Regions from separate parts of the Drosophila melanogaster genome. Here region 1 is linked to region 2. Evidence: chromatin contacts called from public Hi-C data. All regions are on one chromosome and are shown on one strand. The core of a region is the stretch at or near the end of the contact, and the rest is flanking DNA. Distances in the headings are between cores, read along the strand shown. Region 1 holds the start of nocte (no circadian temperature entrainment). Region 2 holds the start of nej (nejire).

Region 1 (5,321 bases), core at 1,040-3,539, 790 kb after region 2:
ACAAACTTTCCGGCGTTAGGGCCGAGAGCGACGTTATTATTGTGCTGATGCTGGCTGTGAGTCAGCTGCTGGGATAGATGGCCACCAGCAGATGAAGACGCAGTTCCTCCGCCGCCTGATCCCGCTCCGCCGCTCGTTCCTGAACTTCCGCTGTGGGCAGTGGTGTTGTTGTGGCTAGTGTTGGTTCCTGCCGCGCCAGATCCCGCTGCTCCGCCTGCGCCCGCCCCACCAGATGTGGCTCCTAAAATGGAAAATTCACCCAGTTAAAGGTACATCTTAGTACACACGCTTTCAATAAGATAAAATCGTAGAACACCCACCTTCGACTGAGACTAAGAGATTGTTGTTGCTGCTGGTGTGGGTCTCGGCCTTCAGGGATGGCAAATTGGCTGGTGGTCGCCTAGCGGACGGCACTTTGCCCAAGATTTGCATTCCATGTTTACGTGGCACTTGATTCTTTTGTGCAGATGGTTCACTTGACTCGCCCTGCAAACAATAAGAACAAGTTGGCGATCAGATAGGTTTGGATCTATCAAGATCTAGATGTAGATCTAGATCTAGGTCTAGGGGCTCGCTACTTACGCGGCTATTCTTGTACATGCGATTTATATCTAACGCTGTGAATTTGGGCTTGGCATTTCGCTCTCCCCTACTTCCCCCCAGTGTACTCATGCTGCCAATAGATCCTCATTAGCGTTAGCTTCCTTCTCGCCACCGCCGCGCTCCTCGTCTTCCCGCTGCGCTGGAGGATGGGCTAGGATGTGGCTGTGGTTCTTGACGAGAATGAGTTTAAGGAGCTGGGATCGCTTTTGGGCCGAAGCTCCTTGTTTCAGTCTTTCTGGTGGGCTGCAAAATACAAAAGCGTAGATAGGCATTTAATTGAGTATAGGTGCAGGCGTAGCGAGGCGAGGCTAGTCAGTTGCAAGTGGGTGGTGCTCCCGACAAATTGTTTTCAACACGCTGGTTATTGTGTGTCCGGGAACTCCTCTATTTAGCCACCCCCAACCGATCCGCACCACTAACGCTTACAGAGGTGGATCTGTAGCGAAAATTGGTTCTTCTTAGAAAGATATTGCAAATAATTTGGAAAATAACCTCTTCAAACAATAATAGGTATGGGTTTCAACTAAACCGAGTTTTAGTAGAAATGCTTTTGATATTTCATTTCCACTGAAACTAAAGAAGTTTCTTGGTAGTTTTCCAACACATGCTGTTGCGAAATACGTTCAAGTTCTTAATGCTTCGTTAAAGTAACAACTAGAGTGTAATTCCATTCGACTACTACCATTCGAAACTGTTTGTAGAATCATTTGGTATTTTGTTGATATTGCGTTTATTACGAAAACGTTTGGGGCAACTATTTCCCAGTTTCGCTCCCCCCTTTGATCCGACACTGAATGCAGGCAATGTTTGGTGCGAGCAGGACAGCCAGTGCCTCGCAGCACACGCAACTGAGAGGCTGCCTTGGGCGGGTGACAGCGGAAGCGGGACAGCTAGATAGATTTACCCACACACACACACCAGCGCCAGCAGCGGCAGAAGCGGCAACGCATTGAAAGAATTTTTTGCGGTGGCGTCTTGTAATAATTGCGGCAGGGGGCGTGAAGGGGCGGCCGAACAATGGCTGACAACTACAGCAACAATAGAAAAAACGGGGCCAGTAAAATCCTCGCAACAAGAGCGACAACAACAAAGGCCGGCATTTAAAATGTAACCAATTTGACAGATGCAAGTGGGGGGAGTACAAGACAATCTAAACGCTTGGCAACAATTCTATGTCTCCTTTTTGTAATAACAACCATTCACAAGCACAACGCACACTAACACCACGCAGGCACAGGCGCACACATCACGCACACACACACACTTACGTTCGCAGAAACCGAGAGGATTTGATAGTTATTATTTAATCGACGAGTGCAATTTTTTTTTTTGACCACCTTTTGTTTTACAGCCGTATCCTTTTATTAATTTTGCATGGCACAGTGGCTGGCAAAGGCAAACAAAGAGGAGAGACGAGTAAAATATACCGTTTAAACAGCACGCACGCACACAGCAATACACTCGGGGAGTTTCGTTTGTTGGGCAGCGATGATAAACTGAATGGAAAACGCTTGAATTTGTTTACTTCGAATGTTTCGCGGTCTGCTGGCACACTTGGCCGCCTGTATGTTGGTTATTTAACTGTTAACTTCGCGGAAATTGATATCTTTTGATTCTGCTTTTCACCGTCCAACATAAAGTTTGCCGCTAATTCTTCTTCCTCGAGTTCTTCCTCTACCACTTCTCACTTTTCGAATGTATTGCGTGCGTGAGTGGTGTGGAGCGCGGCGTTGCCACCTGGTCCGTTGGGATCCAGCCAGACCGCCGAGTGAAACTAATTCCGGGGGTGGCAGTCGCCTGGCAATTATTAAACAATTAGAGAGCGTGCTATTTAGCGATTAAACGGAAATTAACACGGACTCTATGCATCGATGCCGACAAAAAGAGAAAACGGACCACGATGACCTGCCGACGACAAATGCAACGCTGTTTGCGATATAGAGCGGGACAACATGACTAGCTGAACTTCCCTCCCACTCCCACACGTCGAATTTGACAGAACCGACAAAAATATTTCTTTGATACAATGCGTATTTTCTACAAACAAAATCACAGATTTACAAACCCGCTGTGCAATTAAACATAATTTAGCAAACAAATCTCGGTTCCGGCCTACTTCCAGAGCGAGAGCATGAGAGACCATAGAGCTTACCCTTTCGCACGCAGAGCACACACCGCAAACACAGTTCGTTGCTCCTTGGCTTCTTTCTTTCCTTCGCCTTTTTTTTGCACTCTTTCTGGCGCTTACTCAGCGCCCGTTTCGCCGCTTGTTAAAACACGGGACGAAAACAAAAGAGAGCGCAACCAAGACGAGACGTGCCGCTGCTGCAGTTGTTGTTGTTAGTCGCCTTTGTTCGCCAGAATCTTCGATTTGGTTGAATTTCGATTTCGATTTGGTTGCGATTTTCGCTATGTTGCGCTGGCTTTGTCAGCGCTCTCGCTCCCACTCACTTGCACTGCGCTCTCCCACTCTCCGCTCACTCGCGCCGTCCCTCTCGCGCGCTGTCGCTTTTTTGCAAGTGTAGGTGGAAAATGGTATCGGGTGAGGAGGCTTCGAGTAAACCCGTTTGAATTCGCTTTTTCCACGGGTTTTTGCCTTTCCTTCGCTAGGTTTTAGCTCTGCACACACACTACACACGCACACGAGTTGCGTTTCTTATTTGTTTTGATTATTTGCGTTGCGTTCTTTTCACGTAATACGTAATTGTCCATTAGTTTTAAATCGTATGTATTATTTTTTTGCCATTTTACGGCAAGCGTTGCCAGAGTTGTGTGGGTCGATTGGCGTGCTGCCTGACCGTCCGCAGAATGCCATCGTTTTGATGTGTATCCAGCGATATATTAAGTTTCATATTTTCGATTTTTAATTAATGGATAATCGTTTACAGCGTATTTTGCAGACAATTAAAAACGTAGACCATAAATTGTAAGAGAAATTAAAGAGAAATACTCAACGATCAGGGTGGCCACCCCGCAAAAAACTCCTGAGATGAAGTTTTGCCATTCACAATTGGATTCTGTTATCGATTCACGATAGGTGAATTATGTTGTTTACAACGAAAAACTGTTTAAATTTTTTATTTATTTGACTTTGCGTTGTGGTTCTGTTCGCGCGAAATGATTTGTCGCCTTTGCCTGCGATGTCTTAGTCCCGGAAGCGCTGTCTTCCTCTTTGAGACGGACGATACGCTTGCGGAGACGCGCCTGGTCAAGATGATTGCGAAGTTTCTGCAGCTGGAGGTGAGTGTATCTGGCAAATACCAATGGTATCAAAACAATTCCAATAAGCCATCCCATGCAGATCCTACCAGACGACGGCATCTCGACCAGCGTCTGTACCGAGTGCTGTGAGCATCTGGAGGACTTCAATGGCTTCTGGCAGCTGGTGGAGCAGAAGCAGTGCTCACTCAAGAAGGAGTTCCTTACCGTGGACGTCGACTGTGCGGCCATGAAGTGGACGGGCGGTGTGGACGTGGACGTCAACATCGACGAACTGCCGCTGGCGGCTGGCGACATGGACGAGAAACCGTTGGACCTGCACAACCTTAGTCTGCTGGGAAGCGTGCTGGACGTGAATGTGGACAGTGTGGAAGTCAGGGAACCGATCAAGGAGCAGCTGCCCTGCGAGGAGGAGGAGGACGAGAAGCCCTGCCTGCAAGCTAGTGATAGCGAACCGGAGGTGACCGAGGGGCAGCCGGAATCTGAATCTGACTCCTCAGATGGTTATTATCTTAATGTTTCCCAAGGATTAGCCGTAACTAAGTTCCTGTTCCATTGCAGATGAACCCCTGGTCCGTCTGAAATCGAAAATGAAGCCCAAGCGCAAAACCTCGGCACGTTCCTCCAAGGATCAGGGTCCGATATCGCTGCAGCAGGAGCTTGCAGATCTGCTCGACGATGGTGGCAAGCGTCGGCGCAGGAAGGCACCTGACCAGCGAACAACCACCGAGTCGCAGGAGTCCGAGCTACAGGCCGTTCTCGAGCGCAAGCCCAAGGGCTGCTCCCGTGCTCAGCTGGCCAAGAGCTACGAGAAGGCCATTGCTAGCTACATGAGTGCAAGCTGCGACCTGTGCGAATTTAGTGCTCCCTACCTATCCGAATTGAAGACCCACTTCCTGGAGGTGCACCAGCGCGAGTACTACATCAAGTGCTGCGGCAAAGTCTTTACACGCGCTTCCAAGCTGATGGACCACATCCGCAAACATATCAACCCCAAGCTATTTACGTGAGTTTGAAGCCCGAGGGTTCTGTCTGTTGCTACATAGACTTTAAAATCCCATAGCTGCACCATTTGCAAGAAGTCGCTCAACTCGCAGGACTACTTGGCCACTCATATCGAGACGGTGCACAACAAGGTGGCTCAAATCGGCAAGGTGCTCAAGTTCCCGTGCCCCAAGTGCGAACGCACCTTCAGCAGCGAGCGCCGTATGGCCAATCATCTGGCCAAGCACGACACCGATCAACTGGAGCACACCTGCGAGATCTGCTGCAAAAGGTGAGAATAGAGCAGGGTCTCTGATCGAATTGGAATTCTTGCCCCATATTTGAATTAGTAATCTTTATTCATTCCACACGCAAATGAGAGGGATAGCTGTCTACTTATTCCGCACTCACACTGTTTCGAGAATAGCAAGAAAGAAATAATTTTTTTAAGATAAAAAAACTGTCTTGCAAGTTGAGTATTTGATATGAAATTATCTGTTACAGCTTTGCCAATG
Region 2 (4,701 bases), core at 1,095-3,594:
TTAAAAAAATTAATTGAAGTATCAGCCAGTTGCGGCTGTAGTCTATAGTCTAGTTTATAAATTAAATGGCCGAAAAAGTGGCCGTATTTTGGTTTTGCTTCCGCATTCGAGCGGCCATCATATGAAATTCAATTTGTTGGGGCGGCGAGTGGCGAGTGGGGTGCGAGCGGGATGACACTAGAGTGCAGTGGGGCTGGCTGACAAAAGCTTTCACACACTCACGCACGCACACATTTGGGGTTTGGGGCGCGCGTACAGAATTCTCACAGCGACGCCAACGCCGTTTTCACCACACAGTTACACACACGCACACTTCGAAAACAGCGAGTTCGTGCAAGAGCGAGCACGAGTCCGAGAGAGAAAGCATGCGATGGTATTAGTGCCAAGCGGCATTAGTGTGCAATATACACACGACGGTAAACGGCAACGAGTGCGAGGAGCATTGGAAAAAGAAAGAAAAACAGACGACAGAAATATATTCCATTTTTTTTCTGTGTTCGTTCGTCGTTTTCGTTTCGTTTTCTTCTTCACGTCGTTTCAAAGTTTCTATTGCAGAAATTTTTTGTGTTGTCTCCGCCAGAGCGTTTTTCATTTTTCCCGGCCCACACAAAAATCGCAAAAATATTTGGCGAAAATACGAAATTCAAGAAAATGCCGTAGAAAATTTGAAAAAAATTTCAGCCCGATTTTGGCCGGTATTTTTATTTTTCCACCGTCACCGATTGCCACGCACTAAATTTCTAACTATACTTTGCAATTTTGCCGAATTTCGGTTTTATACCATATATTTTTCACATTTTCCGGCGATTTTATAAAAATCCCACAAACTTTTTCGCAACACTAAAACAAAAAAATTTCAGTCCGCTTGTGTTAATCGTTCTCCGAGCCAAAAATGTTTTTGCTTCAGTGTGACCGCGGCTAGCCGTTCAAATACACCACCGAGCTCGGAAATACACTAAAATTGACTGTTTAACACAACACGCGAGTGGGCTCTCGTCGCTCTCGCGTGCTGTTTGGCCGCTGTTGTCGTACTGTTACGACCCGAAATCCATATAAATGCCTTTGCTAGCAGTCTGTTGGCCCCGTAACAGCTGTTAACCGCTGTCGGAACACTGTTTTGCTCTAGTCCCTCGCTCTCTGCGTCGGCGAGACCGCTCACGCCATGCGCTCCCAAAGAGCCGATACGCACACACGCGCACACATATGGCGCGCCAGATAACGAAGCAGCGAGTCCAGAGATGACCACATGATGACGGTGACACATTCGCCGATACTTTTATGCGGTCACTTGAAAATGTGCACAAAGAAGTTTTGTAAGAAACATCATTGGTTGGAGACCAACATCATTATGAAATGAATATTCTTTGCAGCGTTTTTGAGATCAAATAGGTATTCCAAAAAGATGTTTAATATGAATTAATAAATCAACATCTTGAATGAGTGCAGTTGTTTAGAATTTTTTGTTTAAAAAAGTATTTGTAGACATTAATTTTGAAAACGTTTGTCCATCGTAAAAATCTAGTTTAAAGTTCTTCAAAGGAAAAACGATATTTACAGAGGATCACGTAAGTAATCGAGTCATTGGATTTGCGCATCTCTGGTGGGTTCAGTGTTAGCGTGTTTTCCGTTCGCTCTTGCCGTGAGAGACAAAGAGAACGTGTGAGAGAGAGGCAAGCCGAAAAATCAGCCGCCGAAGGATACACTATCGTCGTCCTTGTCCGACGAACCGGTGGTCATGCAAACAACGCACAGAACAAATTAATTTTCAAATTGTTCAATAAATGTCCCACTTGCTTCTGTTGTTCCCCCCTTTCCGCTAGCGGAATTTTTTATATTCTTTTGGGGGCGCTCTTTCGTTGACTTTTCGAGCACTTTTTCGATTTTCGCGCGCTGTCGAACGGCAGCGTATTTATTTACAATTTTTTTTGTTAGCGGCCGCCGTTGTTTGTTGCAGATACACAGCGCACACATATAAGCTTGCACACTGATGCACACACACCGACACGTTGTCACCGAAATGAACGGGACGGCCATATGACTGGCTGGCGCTCGGTATGTGGGTGCAAGCGAGATACCGCGATCAAGACTCGAACGAGACGGGTCAGCGAGTGATACCGATTCTCTCTCTTTTGCGATTGGGAATAATGCCCGACTTTTTACACTACATGCGTTGGATCTGGTTATTTAATTATGCCATTTTTCTCAGTATATCGGCAATTGGTTGCATTAATTTTGCCGCAAAGTAAGGAACACAAACCGATAGTTAAGATCCAACGTCCCTGCTGCGCCTCGCGTGCACAATTTGCGCCAATTTCCCCCCTTTTCCAGTTTTTTTCAACCCAGCACCGCTCGTCTCTTCCTCTTCTTAACGTTAGCATTCGTACGAGGAACAGTGCTGTCATTGTGGCCGCTGTGTAGCTAAAAAGCGTAATTATTCATTATCTAGCTATCTTTTCGGATATTATTGTCATTTGCCTTTAATCTTGTGTATTTATATGGATGAAACGTGCTATAATAACAATGCAGAATGAAGAACTGAAGAGTTTCAAAACCTAAAAATAATTGGAATATAAAGTTTGGTTTTACAATTTGATAAAACTCTATTGTAAGTGGAGCGTAACATAGGGTAGAAAACAGTGCAAATCAAAGTACCTAAATGGAATACAAATTTTAGTTGTACAATTGAGTAAAATGAGCAAAGCGCCTATTTTGGATAATATTTGCTGTTTACAAGGGGAACATATTCATAATTTTCAGGTTTAGGTTACGCATATGTAGGCGTAAAGAAATAGCTATATTTGTAGAAGTGCATATGCACTTTATAAAAAATTATCCTACATTAACGTATTTTATTTGCTTTAAAACCTATCTGAGATATTCCAATAAGGTAAGTGCAGTAATACAATGTAAATAATTGCAAATAATGTTGTAACTAAATACGTAAACAATAATGTAGAAGTCCGGCTGAAAGCCCCAGCAGCTATAGCCGATATCTATATGATTTAAACTCTTGTCTGCAACGTTCTAATAAATAAATAAAATGCAAAATATAACCTATTGAGACAATACATTTATTTTATTTTTTTATATCATCAATCATCTACTGATTTCTTTCGGTGTATCGCCTAATCCATCTGTGAAATAGAAATGGCGCCACCTAGGTTAAGAAAAGATAAACAGTTGCCTTTAGTTGCATGACTTCCCGCTGGATGGTGTTCAAAAAGCTATTACATAAGGGTGGGTGTCATGGCTATTTGCTCTTTGGGTTATTGTATTCGCTGTTTAAAACTGCGCACACAAATAATATTTTAGATTTAATGTAAGACAATTTGTATCAATAAAAAAAAAACAAAGTGAGCTTCGGTATTTCGATTTAAATTTGTTTAACAAAGTAGGCATTGAACATAATTTCAATCACAAGACAACCGACCCACAAGCAAAACCCTCATTTCTACTTTGACTCCCAAAGAAAACACACAACGTAAAAATTATCGAATAACAAATACGTTTTGGAAAATTTAGAATAAAACATGAAAGTACGAAAGTCAAACCAGGAAAAGCCAAAAAAAAACAAAATAAGAAAAACAATACATAGATCATTTAAAGCTAAAAATAGGCTAGCTAATAAAGTGCCTCGAGCACGCACTTTAATGCTTATGGTGGAGAATGAGATAATGTATAATAAAAATATTAATGAACAATTACCTGCACGGGTTATTGACGATTCAGATCCGCCGAAAAGCAATACACCAGAATCCGAAACGTAATGTAAGTTGTGCATAGATTTAAAACTAAACTTGACATTCATAAACAAATTTATTTATTTTTTTTTTTTTTTGCTCGTTTCCATTATTTCTGTGTTTTTTAGTAAGCAACTGAGCTCCGTTTATTAGATATTAATTAAATATTTTTATTTTTCACAGGAATGGGTCGATTTCCCTAACCACCCAGCCAATATTGCCATAAAAAGAATTCATTAGACATTAGTTGATCCTTGTTTCCAAAATTCAAAAATTGCTGCATTGCGTTTAATGCTCTCATTGGTAAGCCAAGTGCGCTCCGCTATGTTAGATATTAAATAAATATTTGTATTTCCACCGACTAAAGCAAAGGACAATGGAGCAGCGGCAGGATCTAAAGGACACTAAAGAAAAAAGAACAGCGAACGCTCAATTTGGAATCGAACCAATTAGTTGTCCTTTGTGCTGGCACCTTTGTCGTCTGGATTTCGCAAATATCGTTTTTTTTTTCCCATGGACCATGGCCCATTTGCCACTGTTTTTTCGTTGGCCATTGCGTGTCCTGTTTCGGAGTAGAGGATCCTTTTCGTTGGTTTTCTCTACACACTTTTGGAACCGTGGATAGAGCGCAGCGGGGCGTGCGGTGCAAAGATCAGAGGAGCGGCCCGCCGCGGGGCGCTCTCAACCGATGATCATTTCGACACCCCATTTATGCGGCGTCCTTCGGTTCCATTTGGCCAGCTACTGTAACCATACACTGCTAAAAAAAATTGATGCATATATGTATATGTACGTTTTGCAAATTTATTGTTAATATATTATTATCAATCTGAATTTGTAATCTTTCCCTTTACTTTGTACTATCTACTATTTTCAGTTATATTTTTATTTTAATTATTTTCCACGCGCATTTCTCGACTATTTTTTCGAGTGTTGCAACAAGTGGCTCGAGTTCAGATAT

Evidence for each region. A called contact is a pair of places that touch in the nucleus more often than the background predicts.
Region 1: a contact with region 2 is called in a Hi-C map of the Kc167 cell line, with 1.8 times the contacts expected there. The contact joins the promoter of nocte here to the promoter of nej in region 2. A contact is called at or near these places in 36 of 107 Hi-C or Micro-C datasets (the D17-c3 cell line, the Kc167 cell line, the ML-DmBG3-c2 cell line and 12 more) and 1 of 6 datasets of contacts at active chromatin or transcription factors (the Kc167 cell line).

Annotation. Positions count from the first base shown.
Region 1 is chrX:10,471,298-10,476,618 of dm6, forward strand. It overlaps nocte (no circadian temperature entrainment), which reads right to left and starts at 2,290. Exons shown (of 6, transcript NM_001272480.1): 1 at 2,031-2,290; 2 at 583-846; 3 at 321-486; 4 at 1-241. The coding sequence starts at 672. It overlaps CG2889, which reads left to right and starts at 2,641. Exons shown (of 6, transcript NM_132404.2): 1 at 2,641-2,788; 2 at 3,492-3,843; 3 at 3,905-4,325; 4 at 4,384-4,828; 5 at 4,886-5,098; 6 at 5,311-5,321. The coding sequence starts at 3,721.
Region 2 is chrX:9,684,722-9,689,422 of dm6, forward strand. nej (nejire) reads right to left here and starts at 2,345. Exons shown (of 14, transcript NM_001201647.2): 1 at 2,258-2,345. It overlaps lncRNA:CR42657 (long non-coding RNA:CR42657), which reads left to right and starts at 3,468. Exons shown (of 3, transcript NR_123848.1): 1 at 3,468-3,768; 2 at 3,924-4,043; 3 at 4,108-4,574.